Regions from separate parts of the Mus musculus genome. Here region 1 is linked to region 2. The links are chromatin contacts, called in public promoter capture Hi-C maps. All regions are on one chromosome and are shown on one strand. The core of a region is the stretch at or near the end of the contact, and the rest is flanking DNA. Distances in the headings are between cores, read along the strand shown. Region 1 overlaps Ebf1 (early B cell factor 1). Region 2 overlaps Ebf1 (early B cell factor 1).

Region 1 (6,149 bases), core at 2,046-4,545, 250 kb after region 2:
GCAGTCCTGAGCACCAGCTTCTCTGTGCTCTGCCTCAAAATTCTACACCCAGTCACTTCTCAGCTTCAGTATAAAAAACAAACAAACAAACAAAAAACCCAGGTTCAGCGTGAGCAACCGCATGTGTCAGGTCCGTGATGGTACCCAAGTGTGCTTGCTTGGACCGTAAGAGATGGCAATACCTAAATCTGGCTCATAATTGGAAGTAAACACTGGCAATGATTAAAAATGAATATCCTGGGAGATTAACCCACACTGAATCTGGTTAAGTAATTGAGTCACTTTGGATCTAACATGATACAAGGACGGTACCCAGGCAGGGGAGATGTGACAAGTAGAAGCAGGATGGATGGATTCAATAGTGATCTGAAAGACACAACTGTACACCAAATGGCATTTCCCTCATACGTCAGCCGCTTGGAAGTACGCAAAGTGTCTATGAAGGAGTCCTCAACACAAGTGCTTGGCTCCAATATCCTGTATAGAGTGGATGCCACAAGAACACTTGGTGAATACACACACCCTGCTACTCTATTTCTCCTATCTGGGGTCCAGTGCCTCAACTGGTAGCATCTCTGCCATGTCTAAATGCAAGCAACAGCTCTCAATTCAGAGCGCATTCCACTAGGAAGCCATTTTTGTAAGTTTAACACATCCATTCTATCTGCTTTCAGACATTAAAGTATTTGGAAGCACAAGGGAATTTGGTTTATTTGTGATGATTTCTTAAAAGAAAAAAACAAAGAAGATACACAAAGATATAATCAGACCTGTTAAGATTTAAGTCGTTGGTCCAAAAATGGCCAGACAGTGGATGGAGGTCAGCAGGAAGATGTAATTCTTGACCACAATTTAATTGCATCTCTGAAGCAAGATGTAAAACTGAGTTTCCCAAGTCAGGCGAGGCATTTTAGGCAGGCCTCCTAGGTTCATCATATATGGGCTGAAATGGCCACTTCTTCCTCCTTCCTCTGAGAGGTAGTTACCCTATCCCCAGGTTGCAAGCTCACTGTTCTTTGACTTTTGGAATTATCTCCCTGTGGTTCCAATTAAAATGATGCCAAGGGTTAGAAATTTCTCCCTGTATCTTCCCCATGACTTCTGTCCTTCTCTTGGTCATTCAAAAGTGTGAGACAAGCTGCAGACTTGGACAAAGCCATATACCAAAGGGCTTTGGTGTATGTGAAACAACAGTGCCCCATCTCTTTCTTTTCTGTATGATTTTTTTTTCTTTTTCCTTTTTCTTTTTTCTTTTTTTCAGAACTATATTCTGCAACAATACCTCATTTCCTTTAGTGTTATTTTTGGAAAGGACCATTTATTAAGTTCATTTAGGCTTAACTATAAGGTAATTTTAAAACTGAAGGATATACTCTGAAAATTACCAAGTTCAATATTTATGTAAGTCAGTACCTTCCAGAAAAAGATAACAGCCAGAGACAACTGCTGAAGGGGAGATGTCTGAAATTGGAAGACTCTTTATAAAATTCCTACTGCAAAATGACTATTGATGAAATAGCTCTGACAAAAGAAAGAAAAATGTCATTTTTTTACAGTGTTCTGACATAGTATGAACAGCGTAGTTTCAGTCATGTGAGGTGTGTGAACTTTTAAGGGTTAAGACAATTTTAGGATGGGACACTGTAGGGGTTCCTCCTCCCAGGGACTGTCATATCTTCTTACAAACAACTTAACTAGTGTTGAATGCCTTGTTGGAGACGTGGAGCTCAGAGCCTTCCTAGCACCCAGAGCCAGAAAGTGTAAGTTGCACCCTTCCCTGAGGTTAATATCACAGACGGTGAAACGGATAGCAGTGTGAGACCCAGACAATCCAGAGAGTAGCAGAAAAGTCGATGGAAACTGAGCCAGGGACTTGGCTTATGATCCTGGTTTTAGGGCTACTGACGGCTTTGGGCAATATTGCTGTATTTCTCTTGACCTCAGCTTTTCCATCTTTAAAAATGAAGGGACTCGACCAAATTCTCTGAGAGTCAGTCTAGATGGAAACCTGGCTTCATTCTCTTTCATTTGAAAAGCATTTTAGATCTGTTTGCCCTAAATTTACGTTCTCCATCCAAATTTTAGGTACACAAAACAGCAAGAACACCCAAAAAACCCTGATGTTGTAGAAACTAAAGTGATAAGGCTTAAAGAGCTCTGCTCGTTCAAACAATCAAGCAAACAAACAATGGTGAATCCCCAACACTCTGTCTTATTCCTTTAAGGGCTGTGTGGCTGAGTAGTTTTTTTTTTTAAGGGCTGTGTGGCTGAGTGGTTTTTTTTAAGGGCTGTGTGGCTGAGTGGTTTTTTTTTAAGGGCTGTGTGGCTGAGTGGTGTGGCTGAAGTGTTTCCCATTCCTGTTATTCTGTCTGTGTAAAGATCAGTGGTCCTCAGCTAAAGATATGTGAGTCTAGCTATAGACGTCTCTGTATCCACCAGAATTGGCAGAGAAAACCTTTCCTGCATTCTCAAAAGTCAGACCAATGTTGGTTATTTTTTTTTTTTAAAAACCTGGCTGTTTAATTAAACCTCAGAGAGACTTTTCTAGATATGCAAACAGGTTTTTCTCTAACTTTTTTTTTAATAGTCTATATCAGGGATGTAGGGTTTGTCCGTAAGCAAATATTTTGAAAATGACCGGAGACCTGTATTTCTTTTCTATTATTCCCCATTACTGTTTTAAGTCCATCTGCAGAAGAAAAAAAAAGATATAAAATGTAAAAGGTTCTCTGCGGTAGAGAGTATAGGAGAAAAACTCCAAACTCAAAGAAGCTCCAAGAATCTTCCAATTTACCCTCAGTCTTGCTTAGAAACAATATAAATGAAGCTTCCAGCTAGAGAATCTAGAAGTTTCTCTTTACCACAATGACAGTGATGTATAAGGCAGTCCCCAGGAGGCCTTTATAACAGAGGAAAAAAAAACAAAAAACAAAAAAAACGGCCTCTTCATATTCTGCTTTCCACAGGCCTCAAAAAGATCTTTCTAGAAGCCCACTGCAGTGGCACCCTTGGAATCCCCCAGAGAATACAAAAAACAGTCCAGATCAAGCCAGCCAAAGTGGAGAAAGGGGTCACACAGATCTTGGGCTGATTTCTTAATCTTTGGCTGTGGCTAGAATTTTCCTCGTGGGTGATTTCCACACTCTTTAGACCTTGATTCATACTTCATTCAACACTCCTCGCCCTGGAGAGAACTCAGGGAATACTGACACGCTTGTGTCAAGCACCCTCCAAACAGGGAACAGAGTGAGGGAGAGGCCTTTCCCAGTGTGAGGGTCTCCGTAGCCAGAGTATGTGAGTAAGTCAGTTGTTCTTAGGACAGCCAGTCCCTTGACAGACATTCTGGGGATGTGGCCTCGCTCATCAGGGTCGCAGCCATTTCTGTCAGGCCCCCTTCAGAGAACACATTCCTAGTTTCCATGATTTCCAAGTGGTAACTGTAGACCAGTGGTGCCCATATAGATATAAATAACAGAGAGCTAGCTGAAACCCCTTCTGAGAAGCTGACAGATTCCCAAGCAAACTAACTCCAAGCAGCAGACAGAAATGAGGATTTAAGATGAGAGAGAAGTCTGTAATGGAACAGAGAAATTCATTAGCCTGAGCTTCTAAAATAGTTCAAGGAATTGGACCTAATTCTGCCCTTGTTGTTTGGGGGATATCATTACTAATGTTGCAGAGACACTTTGAGCCACCATCTATCAGAAGTCTGATGAAAGAAAAAAGCTAACATTTCACAATTAATGTTGGGAGTGCAGCAATTTGAAAGGCCCTGCCCTTCAGAAACTAAACAGCGTTCCACAGAAAGAAAATTACCGCTTCTAAGGGACACAGTTCTGAGAATTATCCAGACTTCCACAATGCTACTCACCCTGCAGTCTATAAGAAATTATTCAAGTATGCATTTAAGTAATTCTGTATTTTAATTTAACCCTTTGAAACATTAATCAAACCATGGCTAATTATAGAAATTAAGGAATTAGACGATGGAATCTTCTAAAAGATATTATTTAAAAGGCAGTTTATACAATTACTTGTATAGATGTTTGCTTTAAAGAGGAAAAACAGTTCTACTGTAATGAAAAGGGTCTTAGAAAATTAAATTAACAAGGGGGGACCAGGCTGATATGAAACTAAATTAGCATCAAATGCAAATTACAGGGTACTTAATGGTAGAAACAGGTGCAGAGAAGAACTCTAAATGAGATAAATGAATAAAACATCCTTCCCCACAAATGTGGAAGCTGACACAAAGTCAATGACATGAATAATTCAGCAGCCTCCACACTGCTGTTGAGGTCAGCCTGCCTTGACCTTTGAAACAGGAAGTAAAATTCAGTTCAAATTTGACTGACTGGAAATATAACAGTTATTTGGTTTTTTATATATTAAAAAAAAACCCACATAATTTTTTTTCAAAAGACAGACATGGGAAATATATAATAGAATTTAATTTGATCTAAAGTCATTGGTTAAACAAACAAACAAACAAAAAACCCTCATTAGGTAAGATTTTACCCAAATCATGTTTCAATATGGAAATCCTAAGAATAAAAATAATTAGAAGTGCATAGACCAGATCCTCAGTATATTGATCAAACTCCTTATGGGAATACATTCTAGGTCTTTTCCCCTGCCTTCATATTATTTTATTTTGTTGATATTAGTATATAAAAAAGCATCCCATGTTTTTAAGGCACAAATTTTTTATTAGTAATGCAAACTTATCTCTTACATTTGTGAGATTAAAATTTAGCTAAGCTGAATTTGAACTGTGTGAATATGCTTCATTTAAAATCTTCATTCTGACCTAATAGATACTACACTCTCCCCCCACCACCACCACCAAAATAAACTCATTTTTCTTATAAAACTGCAAGCTGGGCTCTCAAACAAATTATTTTTATAACCGAGTGGCTCCCATGGTCCTAAACGATGGGAGCTTCCCTCCTCCTCCACAGGCTTCAAAAGTCGCAGGTAAAACTGTCGAGAGTACTTTCCTTATTTCAAATCAAATCTAGTTTGCTAGAGATGGACAGAGTATGACCATGAAGCAGTTTCTACAAACTAGAAAGACAGAGGACTATGTGTGGTCTATCAGCTCCATCCTTCTTTCACAAGCTGGCAGAAGAAATGCTAAATAATAGCAGTTATCACTGCCCTCCAATAGGGCTTCTTAATGGGACCAACAATGTGGCTATCTGCCTTTCATCTGTCTACTCTGCTTGTTAGAAAAAAGATTATATTGAAAGATGTGCTTCATTTGACTTTCTTTTAGATTTAGAGAGATCACACACACACACACACACACACACACACACACACACACACACATCTGCACACACTAACACACCTTGGCTCCTCACCAAAACACACTAGAAAACTAGGTTTATGACTATAGGAAGAAGTTACAATGATGTGTTTTACAAACCTATGTAGTAAGCAGAGAGAATTAAATACGTTGGGTGTGCTGGTTGCTATTATTATTATTATTGTTATATAATAATATATTATAATTATTAATATCATTATTATTCACTTCCCACTGGACAGTTACTAAAGAGTGATAAACCAAACACTGTTACTTTGGGGTTTGCCCGTAACTACTGACCTGAGCGAAGGCTTTGTATACAGAATGGCTCCCCGCTAAATGAGTGCTCTGTAGGGCCAGCTGTTTCTCATTTGGAAACAACCGGCTTCTCTATCCCCAAGTGCTAAAGAAAATAATCCCAGCGATCTATGGCTACACACTTGCACAGAGGCAGCAATGAGAATTTGATTGTGGAGATAATTAAAGTCATTCCTGGAACTTCCAAGAATAAAATAAATTAAAGTAAAAAAAGTGAAGGGGTGGAAGGAGGTAAGGAGCAGAACAGTCCATTATAGTCTTTATAGGACTAGCCCTTGTGAGAGAAGAGAGGGGACATCCACCCCAAGGGGAGCTCACTGAAGCAGCTCATGTCTCCCTCTACTCTGCTACTTCCTGGGGAGGCCCAGGAAGCCATCAATACAGGTCTCAGCCTCCAGTGTCCATCTCGGATACCCAAAGAACTACAGATGCTACATGTAAATGACAAACTAATGGCACACCACAGTCAGATGTTTTGTGGGGTGTTTGTTTTGTTTTAAGTTTCGATCTTAAATAAAAT
Region 2 (5,549 bases), core at 1,813-4,312:
TGCTGCACGGCTGTAGCCAGGTGTGGGTCCTCTTTGCTTAGGCGCATCATGTTCCTGTGGTTTCCGGTTGGAAGTAATGGGTGCGTACACACACTCTTCCCGAACACATCATGAACTCGTTGAAAATGTCAGCTTAAAGTCTTTGTCTTTCAGTATCACATAATTATCAATAGAGAGGGGGAAATGGCAAGTGACTTGGTCATTAAGGATAAAAATATAGACTAAAGCACTTTTAAGAATAAAGTGAGCATGGATATAACCGTGTAACTATATTAAAATAGTCATTAGACCATTTCTATCTTTTTTTTAATATGCTAGCTCATTTAGAAATAATTCCCCATAAAATTACTTAAGCTTGAAAGTTGTTCTTCAAAGTCCTGAGGAGTTCTTAGCAGTGAGCCGGGGGGGGGGGGGGAGAAGAATTATTCTTTATTGAGATTTTAGCCTCCAATAGGGTTTGCATGCTCCAGAGGATGGCCCCAGAGCCATATGCTTATGGGGAGCTCTAACTAAACTTAGTAGGGTATTGATAAAACAGCCATGAAGCTGGGAAGAACATGTTGGGGGATATAGAAAGAACAGGAATGGGGAGATGGAGGTGGACATACCTAAAATGTTTGTCCAGCATCTTCTGAGTGTCCCATGGGTAAATGCTAAAGAAATACAGTTCTAGAAGCAAAAAGAGAAAGAAAGAAAGAGAGAGAGAGAGAGAGAGAGAGAGAGAGAGAGAGAGAGAGAGAGAGAGAGAGAGAGAGAGAGAGGAAGGGAGGGAGGGAGGGAGGGAGGGAGGGAGGGAGGGAGGGAGGGAGAGAGAGAGAGAGAGAGAGAGAGAGAGAGAGAGAGAGAGAGAGAGAGAGAGAGAGAAAGAAAGAAGAGAAAGAATTCAGACTGTGGGGGAAATTGTGAGATCTGTAACCTCAGCATGGAGATGCTCACACGCTCCCGAGACAAGTCCTATTTCTACTCTGGAGACTTCTCTTCCTCTCAAAGTAAGAAGGCTGTACTTTGTGCCTGAGACACATTCCTGAAGGCTTTGTAACTCTCCATGAAGTCCAGTAAAATTCAAGGCTGGACAAAGTGTCCTGGGAAACTTGCAGCAGATTATATACATGTGTCATTGCCATCCGTTCCTGAATATCCGTCATCAGGAAGCAAACTCTGTTTTCATGATAGCCATTCCTCTCTGCTTTGCATGTAGAGGAGAGCAGACAGTGCGGACAGATAAAAAGCATTACAGTGCTATTAAACCCTCCATTTCCAGGTTGGGGTTTCAAGTTGCAGAATTGCTTCCCAGACCCTGCAAACTGACATTTACCTAACTCCATCCACCCAAAGTCCCCCTCTCCCCACTGGCAGCCTCCTCTGACTTCATCTCCAGGGACTAGGTTCAAACAATACCCTTGCTCTGGCTGACGAGAAGAGCATGTACCCCATGTGTGAGGCTAATTGGTTCATATAGCTCTGGAGTGTTGGCTTCTCCATTCTGAGCCGAGGGTATCACCAATCTTTAAGTAGAGCTGTCCTACAAAATCACATGGCGTCTAACACCAAGTGCACACTGACTAAAACCAGATGCAGCGTATGAGAGAAAGTCTGTTCAAAGCCTTGTAGCATTAAAGAACTATGGCCCAGAGCATTCCAGGTCTAATCTGGATAATACTCTGCAAATATTTCAGGCGATTTTTCTCACGTCTCTCCATCCCTCATCACTCTCACCATTGAATTTCCTAACTTGACTTCATTATCATAAAATCAAAATGCATGTCACCCATAGATAATATCTCTCCTGTAAGGTGATCACTAAGGAGAATGGCTCTGTAGTTACAGAAGCTTGAGACCTGTTGACATACTAAGGACTCCGGGTTTGATGGGGTCTCAACAGTTATCCACGGATAAGTTGAATGCTTCACTTAATATTGACTAATGTTAATGGGGTCAAAAGAGTTTCATTCTCTCATCTGGCATGGGGCATCTATTAATATCTGTAGAAGCTGGCATTCCAGGTAGCTACCTGGAAGATTTTGGAAGATACCTTGGTATATACTTCTTGTTTGGTGCAAATACTAGAGACTGAGGAGAGAGAGAGAGAGAGAGAGAGAGAGAGAGAGAGAGAGAGAGAGAGAGAGAAGGAACTAACTGGATATGCATCAATAGGAAGATTCAATGTTGGAGCTAATTAAACTGTTTCTATGATGTTCTAAGAATTAGTTTGCAAATGGGCATGGCGTATGTGTACTGCTGGGTGTGGTTGGAAGGGAAGAAAAGAAAAGAAGAGAAGAGGAGAGGAGAGGAGAGGAGAGGAGAGGAGAGGAGAGGAGAGGAGAGAAGAGAAGAGAAGAGAAGAGAAGAGAAGAGAAGAGAAGAGAAGAGAAGAGAAGAGAAGAGAAGAGAAGAGAAGAGAAGAGAAGAGAAGAGAAGAGAAGAGAAAAGTTTCTCCTGCCTGTGACTCTGTCCACTTTTGGCTCTAGTGGCGTTGTTCTGGGGAGAATGCTCAAGAGAAAAGGAATCGTGCTACAACTGGCTTTTAAAAAGATGCAGTGTAGAATCTTCCTTTCCCAATGGGGAAACTGAAGCCCAGTCACCAACACTGAATAAATCCCTGTTTTCTAAGCAATAAGACAAGAGTTACTGCCCAGTTTTGACTCTTTTTGCCCAAGATTAACCCCTATAAATCTACACTATTGCTTGGAATATAGTATGCCCCACCCCAACTCCCAACCCCCACCCTCACCACTGCCCACCAATCCTAAGGTTACACTCAAAACAAAACAAACAAACAAAATAGGCCAATTAAGTACCTTAGAGTGCCTCCTCCTTGTTATTTCTGTGATTGAATAAAAGGATCGTGACAGCCTAAAATATCCACCACAGAACCATCCAAATATAACTGGGACTTGATTAGTTTTCGAACCATCTCCTTCTTATGCCTCTGTCCCCTCTGTCTTCTAGAACCTTGCCATGAATTGTAAGCCACAAATTTAATACTAGATTATATAAATGTTATGCAACTCTCTAATTTGTTTCATGGGAGCAAGTTGTCTTTCCAAGTAAAACACCAGATCCCACAAAGCCTGACTTTAATTGCCTGTGGTACCTCTCCCAGTGTTAAGACAACCGGCAGGCAAGCCAACTGCTACTCATTGTTTCAGAATTGAAGGAATTCAGAAGAGATACTGAAAAGATGGTGATCTGTAGAGAACAGTAGCACAGGCCCCTCCCTGCTCCACAGCCCTGTGAGTGGTAAAGTAAAAGCATCAAGCCCATTTCTGGTCAAGTTAAAAAAAAAGACTCACCCCCATATTCAACATTAGCTCTCATCAACCCTGGTGGTTTTCCTCAATTTAGACATAAAACACTACAATGCATTTTCTTCTAAGTAATTGGGAGTAGGGAAGAAGATCTTAAGAATACCAGTAAAATAATCGCGTGAAAGGGAGGACAGGGAAAAGGGCAAGAAACAATAAAAAAGAAAAGAACAAAAGGATGGAAAATGTAATCAGGAGAGTCCTGTGTGGCACACGGGAGGCACCCACAGAGTGCCACCTCTCTCTCTCTCTCTCTCTCTCTCTCTCCCAACCCTCAAGGGACAGCAGGGAGCCAAGCTAAACTACTCATTTGCAAAAGATGATGTGGTTGGGGGGGAGAGTACTGTGAGGGTAAATTACTCTGGTCCTATTTTCTCTGCCTCTTTCTTTCTTTCCTTCCTTCTTTTTTTTTAAATTCTTCAGCTAAAAAAAGACTGTGCATAATAGCATCAACTGCTAATCTACATCACTATCTGCTTGTCCTGGCTCACCTGCCTCGGTTCTCCATCCAGGCTATTGAGCCAGGGAAATGGAGAAAAAGATTTTTTAAAAAATCTACTTCAGATGATATGAACTGGATTTTACGGATAGCATGCCCATCAATCATATGGTTAGGAATTAAGACATTGGATAAGCAGGGACCCATTTCAAGGGAAGAAGCCAAAGCTGGTTAGTTGTCTTACTCCTTGGCTACAGCATGGGTCTTTGCTTTGAAAAGGATAAATTCTCCATAGAAGTTAATGACTCCAAACAGAGCACACACATCTAGAAAGCAAAGAATCTCCCTCTTACATCTTTGAGTGTACATGTCACTTCTATAAGACTGGCAAAGGTTACAGTACTGATAGGGACACCCTCAACACAAAGCAGTGCTGGCAAGGGGTGGGGGGGACACAACTCTTGGAAGATAAGATCTTCAGATGAGGACCATGGTCCAGGTTAAAGCAAAAATCGTTGTGAGGTTGACCTCCACAAGTAAACCTGAGAGTTTCTGTGTGAACCTGAGAATTCCCTTCCTTAGCACTGAAAAACTTAGTAGCAGGCCAACTTACTAGCTGTTCCCTAAGCTCCAGCTCCTGTCCCTGAAAGAGAACAGCCATCCCCAGGCTTGCATGACAGCCATCACAAACACCTGACATGCTGCCTGGCTGGAAGTAGGGGCTCAAAGAATGCCAGCTACTTAAAGTGCATTTTCCTAGAGCTCTTTTCATAGATCTTACACTATTGAGCTCTGATCCTATCCAAACCAAGCCCTGACAAAATGGCTTTGAACTTGACTGATGAGTTATTTTGCCCCATCAAAACCAAAAGATGGCCACATGATTTCATGTTTGCTTCATTATCTTTTGTTTAAATTTTATGATTATCTGTCATCATCACCTCTACCCTGGCTCTCACTACGACTCTCTGCTTTGGCTTATTCTGTACCTTTTCCCCTTGCATGTCCACTCTCTTTGATTGTTCCCTCACCTAGATTGCATTTGTTCTTGGTAACAGAACATCTACTCCTTAAAGATTACACTGTATGGATCAGATCTGATGCCTTGCACTATCTGGCTATGTGAACTTGTTAATTCTACAAGGATATCTGCTAAGTTCTCCTAGAGAGTGCAATATGAGTTTTTACCAAGACAGAACTCCTAACTTAAGACATAGCTCCCAAGGATACTTCAAAGGAGAAGAGCAAAGAACCAGCAGATGCCCTGATGCTGTCTTCCTGTAGGCCACCTTGCCTGAGCAATGTGAAGCAGGACTCAGGTACCCACTTGGCAGTGGCAGTAGGGATCAAGGGAGGGAAGAGAATAGATGCTCTGCTTCTGTGGATGCTCCTTTTCATGTGTTCTATTAAGTTCATTATGTGGAGACAGATCTTTTGAAGCAATCTGCTTAGCCTAGATTAGATGCTAACCTAAGGTAGAGAGAGTCTCCTTGGGCATCTTCAGGATGCCTTGAATCAACTGCCTTTTGTCAAGCCCATGACACTTGATGCCCGTTCTGATTCCTACCCCAGTCCTTGTTTGATTTTCATGACACACACATCAAGGAAGCACCTTGAGTTTATTCTTTCCCATTCCTATCTTTCTTGATAAACCATAAAAAAAAGTGATGGAAATATTGAAGGTGTGGCTCTCAAAACCTAGAAAAGCCTGATCTTGTACAGGGCCACTGTTCCCATAAGGCTGAGGACACCAGCAGGCAACAAAATAAACCGTGGAGATGATCCTTCTCATGTGGTCCCTGATG

Evidence for each region. Capture Hi-C pulls out chosen DNA fragments and counts their contacts.
Region 1: a contact with region 2 is called in a promoter capture Hi-C map of adipose tissue. The contact joins two enhancer-like sites. A contact is called at or near these places in 1 of 39 promoter capture datasets (the 3T3-L1 cell line), 1 of 484 Hi-C or Micro-C datasets (nephron progenitors), 4 of 115 datasets of contacts at active chromatin or transcription factors (embryonic basal ganglia, embryonic hindbrain, embryonic midbrain and 1 more) and 1 of 9 other capture datasets (adipose tissue).

What each region holds. Positions count from the first base shown.
Region 1 is chr11:44,655,192-44,661,340 of GRCm38.p6, reverse strand. The region is part of intron 6 of Ebf1 (early B cell factor 1); the gene reads right to left. Among named protein-coding and RNA genes, the nearest start is that of Ebf1, 40 kb to the right of the region's middle. Within about 2 kb of position 3,295, at least 22 of the 459 cell types and tissues checked have an H3K27ac peak or open chromatin away from gene starts, as enhancers often do. A contact at or near this core is called in adipose tissue, where this site is marked.
Region 2 is chr11:44,909,529-44,915,077 of GRCm38.p6, reverse strand. All of the region lies in intron 9 of Ebf1 (early B cell factor 1), which reads right to left. Among named protein-coding and RNA genes, the nearest start is that of Gm51859, 180 kb to the left of the region's middle. Within about 2 kb of position 3,062, at least 12 of the 459 cell types and tissues checked have an H3K27ac peak or open chromatin away from gene starts, as enhancers often do. A contact at or near this core is called in adipose tissue, where this site is marked.